2 separate regions of the Ovis canadensis genome follow, and region 1 is linked to region 2. The links are chromatin contacts, called in public Hi-C maps. All regions are on one chromosome and are shown on one strand. Each heading gives the region's core, a stretch centred on a gene start, on an enhancer-like site or on the middle of the called end of the contact. The rest is flanking DNA. Distances are from core to core; before and after follow the strand shown.

Region 1 (3,760 bases), core at 116-2,615, 97 kb after region 2:
AGACTGGGAGTTGCCAAATGGCTGTGGTTCTGCCTTCACTGAGCTGCCATGAATACTTCTCTTGGTGCTCAGCGTTGCCATCTCTTTCATCCTGGGCCACCTCTGCCTTTGCTTTGGTGCTTGGCTCTCCTCAACAGTTTTTCATTTGAAAGTCAGGCTTTTCCGTGCTGCTGTGCAGTGTGGGGAATGTCATCATCACCATCCTTAGATCTCCGGACGTGAACATAGAGGGCTGACTCATCCTGTTTGGTGCCAGAAAGCAAACCCGGGACAGGTGAGGCAGAGGAGTGCAGGTTTCAGCACAACAGAAATGAAAATGTTTTACTGTCGCAGCATTGTTCATCGACTATACTCCCAATCCAAAGTAAGACGTTTAATTAAAAAAAAATTAAAACATAAAAGAAAACGTTTCCACGATCACACTCACATAGTCAACAGGCATCTCGTGATCAGTGCCCTGGCACCAGAGACAGAGCCTGCTTGGTGAGGGGTCTTGGTGTGTAGACATCTGAATGTCCTCCAGTGAGTTTTAACAGAAAAGGGTTTATAATGGTAGACTGTGCTTAGCATCAGTTCTGCTGTCTTCTTTGTCTTCCTCTAATGACGAGACTGGAAAGCTAGTCTGTTTGCCAGGCTTGCAGGTGGGCTGGCACAGAAGATGGAGATGAGGAGGAAGCCACAACTTTGCTGGGTCTACTGATATTTTCAGCAGCCCTTGCAGAAATTTTGGTGTCCAATCACTAACTTTGTAAGTATTGGGAAGCAGAGTATGACAAATTCACTGGCAGAGGCTAGTGGGCACAGTGTGCCTCTGAAGCTGCAACTGTGGTTCTGGTTTCTGATCACGGTGGCCTCGTGGTTGTGACAGTTTGATAACCATAGAGGCTTCTGGACGGTGGCAGTATCCATGTGGTGCTGGAGCCATTGGCGTCCTGATCATTGACGAGGTAGCAGCTCCCTTGGACCCTCTCAGAGTCATTCACATGATTTCAACCTACGAGGTGTCTTCAGCTCTAAGCCCTTTCCTACCCTGTAGTGAATCATTTTCTGCTTAAATGAACTAGAAGGGATTCTGTCCTCTACTAGAGAGTCCTTGCTGATACAAAGAGATACATAGAGCCTAATGAACCACTGGGTTGCTGTCTAGTCTGAGTTTACAAGTGCAATTCACAAAACTACTCTGCAGAGCTGAGCAACTGCGGGCGTTGCTATTTTGTGACAATCAGGATGCTGTCCTCCCCTGCTTGCCCCAGAATCAGGCCAACTCTACCCCTTTCTGTGCCAGCAAAACAGATGTCCTTGCCCCACCCCTTTCTCCACATAATTCAGTCCTGAATGAGTCTCAGATGAATGCATTTGACCAACAGACTGTAAATTATAACCAGATCCTGCCCTACAGAAGAGCTTGGAAATGTAATCATTAGTGGCTCAGCCCCTACAGTCCAGAAAGGAATCACGTGAGTCATCCACAGTGTTTGCTACAGAATCACCTACTTTTAGGGCTGGGAGACTTAGGAGACTAGTTCAGCCTTCAGAGACAGATGAACTTGGGTTGTCCAGGACGGAGTCAAAAATCATAATCCATGAATACAGACATCCAGCTCAGTGCCCTGTCTGCCTGCTCCACTTTCTCTGTCTGAAGTTTTGGAAGGAATTCCTGCATTTGTTGGGAGTCTAGACTACATATAACCAGTGTCCTGGTATCTATAAGGTTTTTCCAAAAAGAAGAAACTATAGGATTAGGAAAACTTCTTTCATCTGAGTTAGGCTAACCTGGTTTCAAATCCTGACTGCTACCTGTTGCCTGTGTGGCCTTAGACAAGTCACTTACCCTCTCTGAGCTTCAGTTTCATCCTCCTAACGCCTGTTTTAATTGGTTTTTGCAATGACTAACATGTCAAAAGCACCTGGCACGTAGTAAATACGCAATAAATGTTAGTCCTGTGATTCCCAGCTCTTTGGTATTCAGTCAAGTAATTACATTTTTGTGCAATATGAAAGTATTTCCTAAAAGAGCAAGAGAATTAAGAATTCTCAGATTTTGGACTTCCCAGGTGGTACAGTGGATAAGAATCTGCCTGCCAAGGCAGAGGACGTAGGTTCAATCCCTGGTCCAGGTAGAGTCCACATGTTGTGAGCCACAACTACTGAAATCTGAGTGCTCTAGGGCCCGCAACAGAGAAGTAGCCTCCACTCTCTAGAACTGGAGAAAGCCCTTGAATGTCAATGAAGACCCGGCACAGCCACAAATAAAGAAAATTATATTTAAAAAAAAGAATTCTCAGATTTTGCCATGGAAACTTAACCCTTGAGCTGCTGTATAAGCCTGCAAGCATCTCCAGGCCCATTCTGATGTTGGCAATTTTTCAGGCAAATGCCCCAATATAAGCTCTTTCTAGGGTGAGAATCCTGGGCAAGTTTAGTGCCTTCCATAACTTTGGTGTTGATTCATTATGAAGCAGAAGAGAGGCCCATGAGGACCTGTTGCAAGAGCATGCACTGGCTGAGACTGCTCCTGAGATGTATGACTTGGAGCTACACCAAAGGAAGCCTTTAACTTAGGGCAGTTTGATGCTTCCCTTGGGGAACATGTGCTCTCCCAATCCTGTCTTCTTTCTTATTTTTTCCAGGGACAACTGGTGGGGCTCAGAGAAAAGAGATGCACCCCAAGAATCACTGGAAAACTGGGTCTCCCCCACCCCTTTTCTCTCTCTCTGGGCCTCAGCTGCTTCATCTAACAAAAAGAGCTGGAGGAACTTCCCCGGAGGTCCAGGGGTTAAGACTCTGCACTTTCACTGCAGGGAGGACAGGTCCCCTGTGCCACACCAAAAAAAAAAAAAAAGGCTAGAAGACTCTATATCCTGGTGCAAGCCCCCACCTCCCTCCCAGTGCTCAGATCTATGATTCTGAGACTTAATGGTGGGCTCACCCTCTAGAGGGAAAGACATCCTGGGACTCAGGAGATAATATACAAAGGCACCTACCTGTGGAGAGCAGCTGTTTATCCAGAGTCTTATCCCTAATGATCTCATGAACTATACGCACTGGACTGACAGCTTGTATAGGTCTAGTTTCTAAAGTCAGCACAAAGTAAAATCCTCTGCAGTCAGAATTACCCTTGAAGATCCCTAAAGTTCTGTACACATTGCATGACAAGATCATCGTTCAATAATATCAGTACAGCCAAGTTTTCTTCTCGTTTGGGATATTTGAACACCAGATACAGCAGCAGTCTTGTGTCTGGGAGCTGCGTTGTATGAAAATAGAAAATGTTCAGTGCTATAAACATACCTGGTGCTGGGAGATTGATACTCACAGTACTGAGTTCCACTGAGGGGATAGACCCAGGGATGGGCAGGCAAAGCAAAGACCAGAGGAAGGACAGGGAATGGTCCTTGATGCCAGGAGCAGGGGGAATGTGTACGGTGGAGCTCCAAAAGGTCAAAGCATGTTGGAAGAGAGATTCCAGAGATCAGGCCAAAGTGAAGCAGCCATGCTGAAGGGGTCTTCGGCCACCCTGCCAAGCCCTCTCAATCCAACCACCCTTCCGCACAGCACTGTCTGGGCTTAAAGGGCCCTTCCCCTAAGTCTGCAAAGAGATCTTTTAGAAAAGGCTCAGAAAAGGATGTCATCCATGTTGAGAGAGAAGTGATCCTACTGAGATGTGGAAGATTGGGAAGACTTCAGAAAAACAAGGACACTGGGCCCTGGGTGAGTCTGTGTAGCTGGGGAGGATGGGGTGGTGTTCTGGCATGGGAGA
Region 2 (3,780 bases), core at 1,199-3,698:
CAGAGGCAGAAACTGCCTACTGCTCAGTCCCTGCTATGGGACCCCAAGCAAGGGCGTCTCAGGCCTCATATTCCTTACCTCGAAAGTGGAGGTCATAATACCACGTCCTAAACCGCTAATGGTTTTCAAAGCATGGTTCCCAGATCAGTAGCATCAGCATCACCTGGAAAATTTTCAAATTGCAAAATTCTCAGGCCCCATCACAGACCTGGGCTGTGAGGCTGGGCCCAGCAGTCTGTGTTAAGAAGCCCTCCAGGGTGACTACGATGCAGGTGAACATGTGCAAACCACTCTTCTCAACCAAACGAGAAGATGGAGGAGGGAGCAGGCTATCAAGGATTATTGTTATGCTCCTTGGAACAGGGTAATGGTTCTCACAAAGCGTGGAGGGAGGAGGATAGAAACCCCATTTTCTTCAGGGGCCTTGGAGACGGAGCTATGGGATTCCCCTTGGTAATCCCTGTAGGCATAGTCTAGGAAGATCCCCCAAGGGAGTGCGAGCAGATGGTAGAAGCAGGGGAAAGAGAGCCTGGCAGGTGCAGCTGAGGCCCTCACCCTCCGCACACACCTGACCTAAGGACTGCAGCCTGCGGAACGGCCTGGGGAACTGATTGGCCTTGCACCCAAGCACCAAGGAGGGTGATTCTATTCGATTCACCAGCTACTGGCCAGGGGTTGACTGTCACCTCCTGCCGAGGGCTATTGTGCCAATGTCCACCAGCTTGGCTTGTATGGGGTTAGGCTGGGAACACACAAAGGCATCAGATGGAAATGCTACTGCTCCCAGTGATTCTCACCAGGCTTCTAGACCATCCTCAAAGGAGTCAGCCTTTGAATCAGAAAAGCCATAGCCTGTCTGCTTTTCCCTACCTCAGAAGTCTAGGAATCACAAGAAGGGAGCTTCCCAACTGGCGCTAGTGGTGAAGAATCTGCCTGGCAATACAGGAGGTGCAAGAGACACCGGTTTGACCCCTGGGTTGGGAAGATCTCCTGGAGAAGGAAATGGAAACCCACTCCAGTATTCTTGCCTGGGAAATCCCATGGACAGAGGAGCCTAGTGGGCTACAGTCTGTGGGGTCACCAAGAGTTGGACACGACTGAGCACAGAGCACACGATTTTATAGAAAAGTTGGCACAGCGAACAAAGTTAATACAGAACACCTGATAAAGCCATGGGAAAATGGGGCTGGGAACCCAGTCTCCCCGAGGCCCTGGGCACGTGGCATCTCTGACCCTGAGGGCCAGAGTCCCACCTCTTCCAGCTACCCGCAGTGCCCACACCACTCAAGAATGGGCAGGAGCCAGGGGCAAACTCGCCATAGACTAGGGGACTGGGCCACACTCCTGGGGAAGTGCAGCTGTGCTGAGGGAGAGACAGGGGCTGGGCAAGCCCAGCAGGATCTAGGATTCTGCCGTAGTTGGGGCCCACACCACGACTTTCTGGGCACTTACCGAGTGACACAGGAAGCAGCAAAGTCAGGCTGCAAAAACAGGCTGCTGAAGAAATAGAGAGTGTCAGAGGATGAGCCAGGGAAGCCAGGATGGTGGGCTGTCAAGAGTAGGCTCTGTGTCCAAAAATGTGGTGGGAATTGGGTGGGAAGCTGTAAGCCAGTCCCACAGTCTGCAGAGAATGAGACGGGACAGGTTGGTAGGTGAGGGTGATGAGGAAGGTAGAGGGCGGGGGGTCTACCTGGATGATGAGAGTCTCAGAGGAGCCGGAGGAGGAGGAGCAGGGGTTCCAGCCGTGGGCTGGTGAATGTTTAACAACAGGCTCTTCAGAGAAAGCATCAAAACCTGGTTCATAACACAGGCCAATTACTGCGGTGTAAATATAGCTCCCGTGGGTGATTTCAAGTTACTGACATGATGTCACTGACCAGTGCACAGAATCTGCTCTGGTAAGCTGATATGCGAGGCTCCAGCACACCACTGGTGATGTTTGACCCAGGGCGTGCCCGGGGTGTGCATACCTTGCGGTGTCCACTCCAGAGGCTGCTCTGGAAAGCAGAGTCAGAGTAAGGGACTGAAATTTAGGAACGTTTACTTGCAAAGTTAGGGGGAGTAAGGATTGACAGCAGAGTGCAAAAGGCAGGATTAGAAGGAAATGCTGAGCAGAGGGGCCTGGACTTAGGAGGCAAGGGGGCAAACCAAGCCTTGCGAAGAAGAGAACTCATTGCCAGGGGAACTTGGGGATCTCTTCCCCTCCATATTTAAGCCCACAATCTCTTGCCAGGACAAACAGGTGCCAGCACCAAGCTGGAAAGCTTGGGAAAGCACCAGGTATTCTGTATTGAATGCACTTCTGAGGACAAAGGGAATAAAACAAAACAAAGCAAAAAACAAAGGAGCTCTAAAGCAGCCTTGCCACAAAGCTCCCCACCTCCCACAGCCCTGACTCACGGAGGGAGCTGAGGTCCAAGCCGCACACCAGACAGGAATTTCAAGTGCATTCCTGGGATGCTCCGTTCAGCTGAAAGTATCAACATTTTCCCTTGTCTGCCCCTGCACCAGAGTTAAGAGCAGAAGAATGAAAGCATGGAGAGAACCTGCTGGGCAGTTATATCAAAGATGCCCCAGGAAGCTGTATGATGTGGCAGCCAGGACACGGGACTTCACATTGGGAACTGTTATCATTCTTGCCCTTGTTATTGATAAAATTCCGATTTCCTAGCACTTATTGTATGCCATGCATGAAGCTGGCATTTCGCCCAAATTGTCTCCTGCCGCCACTAGAGGATCTGGAAGAGAAGGTCTCTGGCTGGCCTCTGCCAGAGCCCTCTCTGGGCCTTAGTTTCCTCGTCTGTCTGTCCAGGGAGCCCATCTGCTCTGAGGCACCTTCCAGTCTTGACCTTCAGATCCACCTCGGCTGTTCTGAATCAAGGTGTTCTGCCAGCTGGTTGGCCATGTCGGCTGTGAGCTACCCGTGTTGCACACAAGGGTACTTTCTGCACAGCCCTGAGTATCCCTCAGCCTCGCCTCTCAGTCCAGCCACTCCCCCAGGCCCTGCTCAGCCCAAGTGGAAGCCAATGGCATCTCCCCTCTCCATGACTCTCCACCTTCCTGCCTGGGGAGCTGCTCCATGTTCTCCAGGAAGGGTGGGGGGAATCATGGCTGGTGGGGTGGCCCTGACTAATGTGGGGCGGAAGCCACTGGGTAAGTGTTCCCCCAGTTCTGAGACATCTGTCACATGACCCTTCAAAGGCCCCACGGGGTCAAATGCCAGCCGCTGGCTCTGAGGGCCAGCCCAGTAATGCATCCTCGGTTTGGCCTTCCCTTCTCCCCTGTTTCACCCCTGTCTCTCCATCCTGCTCTTGGGATTGCTTTTCTAATAAGCTCCCAGTTTGGCAGACTTGGCCTCAGGCTCTGCTCTGGAGGGAATCCAGGCTGAGTTTCCAAGGGCCTATGGCTGAGGATAATCCACTATTTGACAAAGCAGGGGTGATTCCGTGTCCTAGTGAAGTTCTCATTCCCCTGCATTCAGATGACTTCTGGAGGAGTAAGAAGGCCCATGGAACCAGGGGATCTCTCAGGAGCCTTGCTCAGCCCTGGGGAAGGGGGTATAAGATGAAGGTCTGGAGCCAGGGGAGATCAGCGAGGAGCCTGTGCTGGGTGGGGAGGAGTCTTGATGAAACGATGAAAACTCATCACATTGGTGGGGAGAGGGGTGGGTCGTTGCTACTGAGGTGTCCTGTGCATGCAGAGCTTAGTTCTTCTCTGAACAAAGGCCTGATGAAGAGGAACTGACTAGGTCCTCTGTAGACCTCAATTCCAGAACCAGGG

The links. A called contact is a pair of places that touch in the nucleus more often than the background predicts.
Region 1: a Hi-C map of lung shows a contact between it and region 2, with 4 times the contacts expected there. The contact joins two enhancer-like sites. A contact is called at or near these places in 2 of 2 Hi-C or Micro-C datasets (fibroblasts and lung).

Annotation. Positions count from the first base shown.
Region 1 is chr18:44,460,001-44,463,760 of ARS-UI_OviCan_v2, forward strand. No RefSeq gene overlaps it. Among named protein-coding and RNA genes, the nearest start is that of IREB2, 21 kb to the right of the region's middle. Within about 2 kb of position 1,366, the one cell type or tissue checked has open chromatin away from gene starts, as enhancers often do. A contact at or near this core is called in fibroblasts, where this site is marked.
Region 2 is chr18:44,361,558-44,365,337 of ARS-UI_OviCan_v2, forward strand. No RefSeq gene overlaps it. Among named protein-coding and RNA genes, the nearest start is that of SKIC8, 13 kb to the left of the region's middle. Within about 2 kb of position 2,449, the one cell type or tissue checked has open chromatin away from gene starts, as enhancers often do. A contact at or near this core is called in fibroblasts, where this site is marked.